Regions from separate parts of the Mus musculus genome. Here region 2 is linked to region 1. A link is a contact called in public Hi-C data. All regions are on one chromosome and are shown on one strand. Each heading gives the region's core, a stretch centred on a gene start, on an enhancer-like site or on the middle of the called end of the contact. The rest is flanking DNA. Distances are from core to core; before and after follow the strand shown. Region 1 holds the start of Papss1 (3'-phosphoadenosine 5'-phosphosulfate synthase 1). Region 2 holds the start of Eif4e (eukaryotic translation initiation factor 4E).

What was found. Hi-C and Micro-C count contacts between places; a contact is called where the count stands out from the background.
Region 2: a Hi-C map of CD8 T cells shows a contact between it and region 1, with 6 times the contacts expected there. The contact joins the promoter of Eif4e here to the promoter of Papss1 in region 1. A contact is called at or near these places in 1 of 39 promoter capture datasets (pre-B cells) and 1 of 484 Hi-C or Micro-C datasets (CD8 T cells).

What each region holds. Positions count from the first base shown.
Region 1 is chr3:131,561,724-131,568,311 of GRCm38.p6, forward strand. It overlaps Papss1 (3'-phosphoadenosine 5'-phosphosulfate synthase 1), which reads left to right and starts at 3,045. Exons shown (of 12, transcript NM_011863.2): 1 at 3,045-3,260. The coding sequence starts at 3,201.
Region 2 is chr3:138,522,306-138,528,893 of GRCm38.p6, forward strand. Eif4e (eukaryotic translation initiation factor 4E) reads left to right here and starts at 3,886. Exons shown (of 8, transcript NM_007917.4): 1 at 3,886-3,989; 2 at 4,963-5,009. The coding sequence starts at 4,992. It overlaps Mir1956 (microRNA 1956), which reads left to right and starts at 4,116; the gene lies at 4,116-4,180.

The sequences.
Region 1 (6,588 bases), core at 1,795-4,294:
TCCCACATGCAAAAAAAAAAAAAAAAAAAAAAAAAAAAACCAAAAAAACCAAAAAACCCCCAAAAAACAAACAAACTATCTATGATGGGTAGTCACTACCCTGGAGCTAGAGAAATCTTATGGGTACCAGACTGTTCTCTTTAGGCAAGGAGAACTGATTTTGGTCCCCTTGCAGAACCAGAATTGAGATAATGATCACCTAAGCCACACTCTTTTCCCTGCCTCCAACTTAAAGCTGTACTTAACCTCTACTTAAAGGTAAAATTGCATATCACTACCAAAAGATAAACCTTGGGGGTTACCATAACGATTTATATATTCCCCTCCCCCGACATGCCACACTGACTTAATCTCCATTGCTTTTTCGGCATTACTTAAATTGGTGTATTGTGGCAGGTGATTCCCTGCTGGGCCTATAGGAACCAATGACTTTCTGTAAAACTCCAGTAACAATGGGAAGGTAAACTAAGTCCTAGCCCCAGCCTATTAGCTGTCCCGACCATTGTCCAGGGAGGCGGAGCCAGGGCAGAGATCAACTTTATCTGAACTAAAGAGATGGAACTGTAAGACAGAACAGCAGAGATGGAGGGAGAGAGACTTGAAAAGTGAGCTCCAGAGATCACAAAGTCCACCTGAGCAAGAGCAAGGGGAAGGAGCCAAATCCAGTCAGAGAAATGCCACTTATAAATGTGAAATGCCACTTACAAATGTCCAAGGACAAATGACCCAGAAAGAATCTGTACTCTCACCAGTCCAAGTGAGAAAAACCTTGGCATCGTTGACATATTCACAGGGGGTGCTGAGTAACTGGGAAGAAGTACGGTCAGGATAATTTATAAGTACAAAGAAAAACTTCCTCTCAGGTGTCTCTGGTTAAGAGGGAAACTATAGCAAAACCTATCTTGGAAGAGGTTTCTGTAACATGGATTTGAGATGACATCAGAAAGCAGGACTCAACAGTGTTCAAACTACTGCCCAGGACACGAGCTTGCATCACAAAGATTTGACAGTTAAATTATGCTCAGTGGCTCGACTTAGGTATCAGGAATTCATCTGGCTCTTGCTTTTTGGACACCTGGACGGTGCACTATCATACTGTTGGAAAAGCACTACTGCTACACAGCAAAGTAAAAAGTTGGTTCAACAGCACCTCTCAAGGATTTGTTCTTAAAATACGTTTATAAGCACCGGAACTTAAATACACTCGGTTGTCCCTTTTATTTTGTAGCTGTCCCTTTAGTCTTCTCATTGTGGCCTTTTTGATGGGCGAACGCTTCAACAGAGTTTAGCTGTAAGGACCAATTTAGTCAATTAGGACTCCCATGGCTCCAGCTGTATCTATGCACTATTTCCCTTGAGCAGGAATGGGGGCTCTCTGAGAAATGGCTGGTTCTGGGTGGCACCCGCCCCCACCACCTTAGTCTGAAACTTAGAATCTTTTAAAAGAAAACAATTATTTTTTTAGGTGCATACAAAAGAATAGGTTTCTTTATGACATTTTCATAAATATATGTGATTGGCCTTTGTCCACATTTTCTTGTTTATCATTGTCCTTATTTTTAGTCTTTTAGTCTCATTCTTGTGACTGCTATAAGCAGAATTTAGAATTGTATTGAAATTCAGTCCTATATACTATTAGATTAAGAATCCCCTAGATAGAGCTAAAGGATGGAACACGCCTTGAATCCCAGCACTCAGGAGTGAGAGGCAGGTGGATCTCCGAGTTTGAGGTCAGCCTGGTTTACAGAGTGAATTTCAGGACAGCCAGGGCTATAAAGAGACATCCTGACTCAAGAACACAAAAACAAACAAACCAGAAAGAAAGAAAGAAAGGAAGAAAGGAAGAAAGAAAGAAAGACAAAACAAGCAAGCAATAAAGACATTTTATATATATGGTGGAGGAATAAGATCTGATTTGCATGTTAGAAGTACCTGTCTGACACTATTGAGAACAGAGAGGTTGGCAGAGGAGTGATACTTGTTGTGTGCGTCTCTCTGTGTGCGTGGTGTGTATGTGTGTGTGTGTGTGGTGTGTGGCGCGTGTATCTGTGCAATGACGACTCCTGTTAGACGTGGAGGAGGGAGATTAATTTGAGACTTTGTCAGTGGAGCAAATAGGAACTGACTTGCTAGCAATAGGCTATGCAAGTAAGCCTCAAGTGTTGATTGATATGTGTGTGTGTGTGTGTGTGTGTGTGTGTGTGTGTGTGTGATCACTGGTCGTCATCAGTAGCGGAGTAAGCAGCTAAATTTTGTGAGACTGTGGATGTTTGCAGTTATGGTTATGGTGAGCTTAAAGTTATGGGGATGAGTGCGAAGGGTTATAACTCCTGGAGAAGGCCTCCCCCTCCCAGCCCCATTCTTTTACGAACTGATCATGGACTATATGTGGTTGGAAATGCCCTTTATAGGTGAGCATTCCGCCTTGCGTACCAGGGAACCTGGATTTTAGTCCTCTATGAGTAGCAAGTACTAGAGAAGCCCCTTTGTGGCTAGTCAGCGGCAACAAACACTGCATAGAAATTTCCTGATAGAAAGCGGCTCTCCAAGTGGGAAAGGCGTCACCTTACAAATACTTTCTAATCCTTGATGAGATACAGTTGATGTCAAAAAAACATTGTGCACTGAGTAGGATTGCAAAGCGGTGAGCAACATGTAATGGTGAATTCACTTAAGTAATCCTACTTTTTGCAGGGCTGGGAAACATTTTTTCAAAGTCGGCCTAGTTGACAAGCGCACACATCGAGCCTGTGCAGTGTTTGCGGAAGAAAAGCTAGAGAGCAGCAGGAGCCCACGTCAGCTTCTTCCCCTACCAGCCTCAGCTCTAGGGAGCGTCTCCCACGCCCAGCTCTGCAGGCGTCGCTCCGCCTCGCTCACTGCGCATGCTCAGCATCTGAAGGCTCTCTTCAACAAACCCTCAGACCACGCCCCTCGTCCTGGGTCAAGGCGGAGCTTCAAGCGCCCCTCCTGGTGATTGGATGTTGAGGTCTCGACCCCGCGCCTCCGCTTCGCCCCGCCCTCCACGCTGCTCGGATGCCTAGCTCCAGCCGAGGCGATCACTAGCTGGAGCGCACGTCAGCGCGCGCCTGAGCCCGGGGTGCAGGCCCCGCCCCTTCTCCCTGCTCCGCCCCGCCCCTCGGCCTCTCTCCCACTGCTCGGCCCCGGGGCTCTCAGCAGCAGTGCATCCGCGCTCCGCGGCCATGGAGATTCCTGGGAGTCTGTGCAAGAAAGTCAAGCTGAGCAATAACGCGCAGAACTGGGTGAGTGGTGGCCGCAGGCCGGAGCGCGGGGAGCGTGGGTGGCTGTGGGAACCGCGGGCTGCCCGTGCATCCTGCGGGAGCCGGGGGCGGGGACCCGGGCGGCGGCGGCCGGTGAAGGCGAGTCCAGGCCCGGAGCTGTCCCCTAGGCTGGCGAGGCGGAGGGCTGCGGCGGAGGCAGACGGAGGCGCCTCTGCACGTTCCGGGTGTGCTTGGCCCAGGTTTGGGTCGGTCTCCGAGTCTTTACGTTTCTGAGTTGCAGTGTACTGAGAGAATAACAATGTGGTCATTCATGGATCGGGACTGCAGGACTGAGGTTCTTTGTGTCTCTGTTTTAAATTGGAATGTCGGACACAGACATACTTTTAAAGACTCGATTTCTGGTGACAGTTAGGTGTGGGAAGATTAATAGTTTCTAACATTGAACAGCGAGTGCCAGTTGGCTTCATTGGCCAAGTGCTATGGCTTCAGAGGGTCGTTTACTTCTGTAGTTTATTCATTGGTGGTGGCAGCTAAGATGGTAAGCGCGAAGCTGGAGACCATCCAACTTTGGAGGCTGCAAAGGCCCTGCTTCAGCGTTAGATGGATTTTTTTTTTCTTTTATTCCGCAGGTAACAGGATCATGAAGTTTAATTTAATCTTGTAAATCATCACCTGCCCTTGGTGAGTCAGGAGAAAGTTAAAAAAAAAAACGCTGTTTCAGGCTAGTGTTCTTTTGAAGTCATTGATTTGCCACGTCTGCTGTCAGATTCAAGAATTCTCACTGTCTTCTTTCATCCTTTACCTTAACTTCTTAGAAGGTGAGAGGGATGTGAGATAAAAGGGAGATTAGGAGGTTGGAAGGGACAGACTCCTGGCGTGGGCTCCAGTCCCCCGCCTTGCTGTTTGTAAGTTGGGTGATCTTGAGGACAGTCACTCCACTCTGAATCTCAGGTGACTGGAGGGTGTAACAGTGTGTCCTTCTCAGGATTGTCTTTCTGAGTAGAGAAGATAACGAAGGTGAAAGAGCAACGAAACCATTGCTCTGAAACTCCGATTCAGCATCACTATTGTTGCTAACAGGATTTTACGGATAGGGAGGTAAGTTGACTAAATTGGAGTATTTCAAAGAAGTTTCAGTAATACTGTCTGTCTATAAGTCATTTATTTAAAGATCATTTTGTTATTTTTTGAGTCTGAGTGTTTTCCCTGTGTGTATGTGTATGCACCAGGTGCGCGCCTGATGTTCCAGAAGGGTGTGTAGGATCCCCTTCGGGCTGCAGTTACAGGTAGTTGTGAGCCACCATTGTGTGTGTTCTGGGGATCCTCTGTAAGAGCGAGTGCTGTCAACTGCTGAGCCAACTCTTCTGCTGCCCTAATTCATTTATGTATTACATTATTTGCTAATGTAGAGATCCATATTTGACAGCTATAAAAAACCATGGGGCTCAGGGCTTGCTTTGCAGTTGCCCATGGCAACTGATTGTTAAGGGCATATGTTTTTATGGGCCACAGTGAGTGGCCTAAGATAGGAGTTTTATTGCAGTTTAGAGGCAAGGTTAGTTTGGCCCCAGGGGTTTTTATGAGTTTATGGAGAACCTCATATTTCTGAGGTGGGTGGAGCCATTACATCCCTGAGCGGAGACATGTTTGACTACTGAAGGTAGTTTTTGTTGGGGAGCAGAGATAAAGATGGGGTGGAGCAGGGTTGTGTAATGTAAATGTTTGGCTAAAGAGTTAGGGTGATTTTTCTAGGAGATTTGGAATGGAGTTAGAATTTTTTAAATTTTTCTGAACTTTCCTTTTTTTCCAGTCTCTAAAAGAATGACCTCCTCTAACACACTTAACTCATCCGATGGGTGTGAGTGTAAAAAAAAAAATCTATGCACTATTATGTTAATGTTCTCATTCCATAAAACGGGCAATCCAGGAAGACTGGTTTGCAGAGGAAATGCAGGCACCGACTGTGCCATCGTGAGGATTAAGTTGGCAGACTAGAAGCCTGGTTGACATAGCCACACTGTTTAAGGTGTTCTTGTTGGCCAATCCGGTGTGAACAGTTGAATGGCTAGCTAAAAGCAGGAAAGAAACGGACAGGAAAGACCAGACTAGACTGAGGCGATGACAGGGAGAGAGACATTAAAAGATGGTCCTGAAGTTTTGATCTGGACGTTGGGAGGTAGGCTGAAATGTTGTATCTACGTTAACTTGTTGAGTTTTTGCAGTGTTTCCCTGGGTGGGGTTTAAAAACCAGGACCCTGAATGTGTCCATGTGCTGTCCCAGAACTCATAGAGTTACCACATGTAGCGTCTCCATTTTATAAATGAGGAAACGGAGGGACAGGGTTAGATCGTGGTAAACAGCCAAATGAAAGAAAGGCTACATTAGATCGTGGTAAACAGCAATCTCGGCCAGTGAGTCAATTTCCAGACTTGAGACAGTTTGCAGATCCAGAACCCCTTGAATGAAGGGGTGGCCAGGTTCCTCTGAGGAAGGATCTTGATAAGACACTCAAAGGTTTTGCTGTTACCCTTTCTCCAGTTCTTCCCCAGAGGGACCTACGGCCTTTTACAAGGGTAACTGTACACTGGGGAAAAGGAAATAATCAGACCACCAAGAGCAGCAGCAGCAGTGGAGTACAGGCATCTGGAGCCTAGAGGATGTCCAACCGAGTCATGCCATTATAAATTTCACCTCTCCTGTGCTGACCATTACTGGGTATGTTATTATAAACATTCTTTTGTCTACGCTGTCCATTATAATAACTAGAATCACCTTGTCTCGGGCAATTCAGTGCTGCCACCTGGCCCTTGTTACCTCGGAATCCAACTAAACCCAGTGAATTTAATTCATCTAATTGAGCAGAAGCATCTCCAATGCTAAGATCTGGCACAAGGAAAAGGGAAAGAACAAAACCCTTCAAATGTGCTGGTGCCCCTCTCACCAATTTGCGTCTTATAGAGCTGGTGAAAGGCATATCTTCTGGACCTTCCCATTGTGGACAATTATGCTTTACACAATATATCCACTCTAGCATTGCAATTTCCCTAAGTCTTAAAATCCCTTCATCAACACTAAGCCATGGAATATCAGGCATCTCCAAGTCATTTCCAGTAGGCCATCTTTTGATAAACACCTCAGCCAACCATTCAAACAAACTTTTGACACCTTTTTTAACTATGCGAGCTTCCGTATTAAACCTAGAATCTCTACTCAGAGGACCCATGTCAATAAACTCAGCCTGCTCTAGTTTTATGTTCCTTCCACCCTTATCCCACACCCTTAAAATCCATTCCCACACATATTCAGACACAAGTGGCTGAAGAGCCCTGTGAAGAGAACATGTTTAAG
Region 2 (6,588 bases), core at 2,636-5,135, 7.0 Mb after region 1:
ACTCTTGTCTAGCATATTGTGAGGCTGGGGAACTGTGTAACCCAAAGGAGCCAACTCAGAGCAGGAATGAAGGTTCAGTTGTGTCCATACCTAGAAGTCCTGTCTCAAGAAGTGTGGGACCTCCTTCCCTTGCCCCACACTTTTGCCACACCAGAGGAAGTCACATAGCTGCAGCTAGGTTAAATGACCCATCTTCATATAAGGTCATGTCCACTAAGCACCTGGAACTACTCCTTATGCAAATGAGGCATCCTCAGCCAGCATCCTGGTCCTGACCAATGGTGTACACCTGCCCTGATAGCCCCTACTCATCTCTAAAGGTTTAAATAGCCATTGTCTCCGCCTCCCCCTGAAATTAAACGAGCTGTCTCATTGCAGCCTGTCTCTGGTTCCTCCCTGACACCTGGGGTCTGTCTGATTAACCCCAGATGACCCTCACTTCACTCTCACCTGCCTTACTCTTCCTCTCAGGCCACCCGTCATGATCACAAGAAGACATTATGGTTGGGCAAGCGGAGCAGGAATGACAGCATATGACAAAGAAAATTAAATGAAAAATACTTATAGCAAGTAATATCTTATCAATCTAATGATCAGTAATGTTGAATGTGGTGTTCGAAATCTATTCTAAACAAAACACATGAAACAGTCAGTATTCTTCACTGTAACCAAATAAAACAATACTATTTCCCCATATAACTCTTGAGAAAACCAAAGCGTAAACTGACTAAAACATCTAGCCAAGACAGTAAGCAGTGGATTTGTAGTATGAGAACTGACACCACCCTAGATGCTCTTAGCTATAGAAGTAATTTCTAAGACTATTTTTTATGTTGAAGACACTATCTTGAATCTTTCCTAAAGGAAAATTACCATCATAAAAGTAGATCATAAATTATAGTACAGGCAGTCACATCTCGAGGGAGAGTGAACAAAGAGATGTATAAACTAGAAGTTGGTTTAGATTATTCCTAGACATTACTCAGCTTACAATATTGAGGTCATTTATTTGGTTATACAATTTCCTGTATCTCAAAATCTGCTTAGGACTTATCAAGAGCTATGGACGTCTAACGTTTTGAAGCTTAAGTAAAAACAACAATGAAAACCCTAGGCAGCAAGCAGAAATATTTTTATATAGACCATAGCAGGTGTGATTAGTTCCAACCATAGTAGAAAAGTCTGGCAAAACAATGACTTCAGTCATCTAAGTCAAGAGACTAAAACTCCAAAGAAAAGTATGACAGAAACAACCCGTGTGTTCTGTCAAATTATTTGAAGTCTTTTTGTTTGTTTGTTTTTTTGTTTTTTCAAGACAGGGTTTCTCTGTATAGCCCTGGCTGTTCTGGAACTCTCTGACTAGGCTGGCCTTGAACTCAGAAATCCGCCTGCCTCTGCCTCCCAAGTGCTAGGGATTAAAGGCGTGAGCCACCACTACCTGGCTCTTATTTGAAGTCTTAACATGAGTTAAAATGGTAACATACCAGACTGAGGAATGTATTATATTGAGAAGCTATCTTCATTATTTACTAAAGCCCAGTAACATTCGATCAGGCCAGGATTATAAGGACTAGTTATATCGACACTACCCTGGGCCAAAGTAGTTGTGTGTGATCTAGACAACTCCATCATACAGGCCAGCATCAGAGCATCTCTCAAACATTTCCCTGATTTTAAATTAAACTTTTCTTTTCCTTTTTCCTTTTTCCTTTGGCTTTCTGAGATCAGGTTTCCCTGTGTAACAGAGCCTTGGTTGTCCTGGACTTGGTTTGTAGATCAGGCTGGCCTCAAACTGCCTGCCTTTGCCTCCTACGTGCTGGGATTAAAGGCGTGCGCCACCACATGCACAAGCATGGGTGTGGTAGTAAGGTGATGGCTGGGCACAGCTGCCTGTGGCTTCAGTTGCAGCCTCTTTGGAAGACTAGATGGGAGGATCCTATGAGTCTATGAGTTCAAGACCACCTTGGACAACATAGCAAGACTCTGGGTCCACAAATAAATGAATAAATAAGCAAAATGAAAGTGATTGTATACAGACCGACATAACACATAAAAATCTAGCCCCCATATATTTGACAAGATGAAATCGTAAGTGTTGACACTAGGCAAACACATCTGAAATGTTTAAAAATAGTCAATAAATCATATACAGATATAGAGATGACTTAAACTATAAAGAATGGGGCGAGCCAGGCAGTGGTGGCACACGCCTTTAATCCCAGCACTTGGGAGGCAGATGAATTTCTGAGTTCGAGGCCGGCGTGGTCTACAGAGTGAGTTCCAGGACAGCCAGGGCTACAGAGAGAAACCCTGTCTCGAAAAACCAAAAAAACCAAAAAACAAAAAAAACAAAAAAAAAAAACAAAAAAAAAACTGTAAAAGCGCAAGTCTTTGTGGGAACACAGGGGTACTAGGAAGTAGATCCTGAGTCTTTTTTTGTTCTGTTTGTTTTTTTTCTGAGACAGGGTTTCTCTGTGTAGCCCTGGCTGTCCTGGAACTCACTCTGTAGACCAGGCTGGCCTCAAACTCAGAAATCCACCTGCCTCTGCCTCCTGAGTGCTGGGATTAAAGGTGTGTGCCACCACGCCCGGCTGGATCCTGAATCTTAAGCAAGCTAGGCAAACATTCTACCCCTGAGTTATACCTGTAGCCCAAAATATGAGTCTTCACTGACAACAGAGGAAGAAGGTTAAAAAAAAAAAAACAATCAAATGTCATTTTAAACAAAAACTTTATATTGGTGGTTTTCAGGCTTGTCAGGATACTTTCTTGCCAATGGATTGGTTTGTGCTGTAACCAACCCTGAAGCTCAAAACAGGATATTTAGGTTGTCTTTTTCCTTTCTTTGGATAGAGATTCTCCTGTTTCTTTGGGTGGCCTAGAACTTGCCATGTCACTGAATTTAAAGTCCTGATCCTCCAGCATGCTGGGTTTATGTGGTGTTGGGGGGAATCTAGGCTGGATGAACACTCTATCAACTGAGCTACAACTCAGCACCCTAATGCTGTCTTCTCATAGAAATTAACCAGACATCACTTTACAGACAACAGAAAATAAGGGGTCAATTATAATTACTTTGGTTAGTGTTAACAGATTTGTACATAGAAATTCACCTATGTGTTTAGTTCATAGAGCTATGTCTACTTGAGAATCTACTCACGCCAACTTAAACAGAAGCTTTCGTTTAAAATCACTTCTGCCATCCTGGTAAACAAAAACACGAGCAGGCACTGGCTTTGAGTTCTTACACAGCCTCAATTATGTGTTAGTCAACCCAAGCATCCATTATGTACTCAATAATAGCTATGACACAGCTCTGGACAACAGCAATGCCATGGAGAGGCAGACACGAGATAGCCTGCTTACACTGCTTTTCCTGGCGGTAACATTTTTAAGCTGCGTGGAAGCCATGAGATCCTGGCTCCCTCATTAGGAACTTTACCCAACAGTGCTTTGACGGCCTGGTAACTTAGAAGAAAATGTAGCATGCCAGTTCTGTTTGTTAGTTGTTATGAACATAAGTTCATGAACACGAAGTTTCTGTTGAGAGCAGCTACATTCCCTTTAAAACTGCATCGGTGTACGCAACAAAGTAAAGAAAAGAAAATTTTAAGACACTGTTAAGGCTTGGGGATATAGCTCAGTTGGTAGAGTGCTTGCCTAGCGCTCAGGAAGCCCTGAGTTCCATCCCTATCTCAGCAAAAAAGTGCTCTCCCAACCCACCCCCACGCCCAGCACGCGCCAGTAATCCCGATACTTTGTGGGGGGGAGGTGGAAGCAGGAGGATCGACAGTTCAAGGCCATCCTCCCCTATACCTCAAGTTCAAGGCCATCCTGCGCTTCAAAAGACCCAGGGTCAAGAAGCAAGATTGCTAAAACAGCAGCGGAGGCGGAGGGAGCTGGTCCTTAAGGAAGGCACGCGCTTGCTTCTAGATTCCGAAGCGTTTTCAAAGCTGGTTACAGTCCTTACCACAGCACACCCTTGTGAGGTAAGTGTATTATCATCTTTGGTTCATAAATGAAAAAGTTGAGGCACTGAGCGTATTAAGTCACTCGCCTAAGGAGTATGAGTCAACGTCAAGAGTCATAGTTGACCCGGTTTAACGACTCCTGACCTTCAGTCCAGGGCTGAGTCAGCGGAGCCCCGAGTGGCTTCCCTGGCTGGCACCTGGACGTAGGCTATTTCCGTCCACGTCCAAGCAGAATACTGGAACCGATTGGACAGAACTTCCAAACTTTCACGTCCAGCAAGATTCACCCCTGACGCCTTCATCTCAGGACTGGGAACAGGAAAAGCCGACGCGTGCACTCCCCTTCCCCAAACGAGTGAGAGGGTACCGTGGGGCAAGCCCGCCCACCCGCTTGGGCAGCGATGGTAGCAAGGGACCACCCGCGTTAGTGGACCGGGGACTGGGGAGACGCAGACCACATCAACGACTCTCCATCGCCGCCTCTTTCAGAAACCAAGAGAAAATGGTGGGAGGCGAAAAGAAAAACTAAATAAAAAGCAACTTGTCTTAGGACCTCAGCTAAGCAAATGAAGCCTTCTTGCGTGTGCTGAGCCTGCAGTTCTCAACCTTCTAGGAAAGATGGGAGGACTGGGCGACAGAAGGCACAGCAGGAATGCCCCGCAGTGAGTGCAACCGGAGCTCTGCCCGCTGCCCAGCAGAGGCCTAAATCCAACTCGGCAGGAAGCGCCCGCGGCGCCGGGAGCCACGCACCCTCGCCAGCGACCACGTGATCACTTTTTTTTTTTTTGGAAGAAAAAAAAAAACTTCTTGCCTTAAGAAAAAAAAAAAAAAAAAAAAAAAAAAAGACTCCACTTCCCAGAAGCCTCTCCTTCCCCAAGCAGCTGCAGTCTTGCGCAGGCGCCGCTAGGGCCAAACGGACACGTCCGTCACGTGGGCAGGAGCCGGCCAATCCGGTTTGAATCTCATTTTTTTCCTCTCGCCCCCCCTTCAGGAGCGGTTGTGCGATCAGATCGATCTAAGATGGCGACTGTGGAACCGGTGAGTATTGCCTTCGGCCCCCACCCCCGAGCTCCCCGCGCTCCGGCTTCCTCCGCTCAGGGACTCCCGCAGGACGGCGTTACCGGCGCGCACGGCGCCTCCCGCCGCGTCCGGTCCCTGCCCGCCCCCGGCCTGACCTTCGGCGGGCAGCCTCGGCGCCGGGAGGCTGGCGGCGGCAGCGTGGAGCGCACACGCCGTGTGGGGGCCCGGGCACCGGGGCGGTGGGGGGAGGGGCGCCGCGCGGGGCCGCGATGCGGCGGGCGGAGGGCGGCTCGGGACACGGGCGCGGGGATCGGCGTGGGGTCCCGGGGTCTCGGGGGGGCGTGGGGCGGGCGGCTCCTAGCGGGCACCGTGGCTGGTGGGCGGCGAGCCGGCCCGAGAGAGCCGGAGAGGGAGCCCGAGGCAGCGGCGCCTCGCCGTCGCCGGCGACCCGCCGCCGGGGGTCCTCGTGCGGGCCGCGCTCTGGAGCTGCGGAGGAGGGTGGGCTGGCGGAGCCCACCGGTGGGCGCGCGGGAGCTGGGCGGGCGCGTCCCGCGGGGAGCCGGGGGCCGTGGCGTTGAGTAGGGGAGCATGCTCAGGGGTCGTGTCGCGCACCTCCCGGCGCCGGGGACAGGGGCCGGCTGAGGTGGGGATCACATTGTCCTGGCCCCTCCACGCCGGGACGGGGCTGTCATGGAGGAGGGAAGGGGGAGGAGCGAGGCCTACAGATCGCCGCCGCGGGTCGGCTGGCCGGAGACCTGCATTTCACACGCGCCGGGCTTTCCATTCATTCATCCTCGGGGCGCAGCGCGCACGCCTCCGAGGACCGGGTAGATTCTTCCGCTCTTAAGCCACCACCAGATCGTCTGGGAGATAGCCAACGAACACTTAATTTTAGAAATAGGAACTTTCAAGATTACCTTTTCTTAAATTAAAAGAAAAAACATTTTTTTTTAAAGCATGGTGGGGGCAGTGGCGCGAGCCGCGACTTGCGAGTGGAGGTCAGAGGACAGCTTTTAGAGTCCCGAGGATCGAGATTCAGGCGCTTTTCTCGAACCATCACTTAAGCTCATCAGCATTTGCTTTTCCATTTGATGTTTCCTTCTTAACTTTATACTGCTTCCCTCTTAATGAAAGCGCTATTTTGAAATTAATTGAAGCAAGATGCACATAGAGCATCACGGCGTAACTCCGGTAGCCCGAAGGTGGTGATTTTTTTTTTTTTTTTTTCTTCTGTCATGGTTTGGGTTTGCCAGCAGCTGGCTCACTGGCCATCCATCGCAGGTTTTTTTTTTTTTTTTTAAGGAATGTCACACATGTGTGAAAGTCTCAGGCGCATAAAGGCATAGACTAGCAACCAGAAACCTCTGTAGAACACCTTTGCCAGATGTTTTAAAACTCACCGATAGACTGAATATGAATAATTTGATATGTTTGCAAAATGGCCTTATCTTGGCAAAATTCAAGACAACTTTTTGGGAGTGGAGACATGATTTACTTGTTCTTTATTGACATCAGTTTTCCTGGCATTTTGCAAAACTGCATCATAAGTTGTTGGTGAAATTAACTTTAGAATATCAATGTAAGAGCAAGAGGGGAA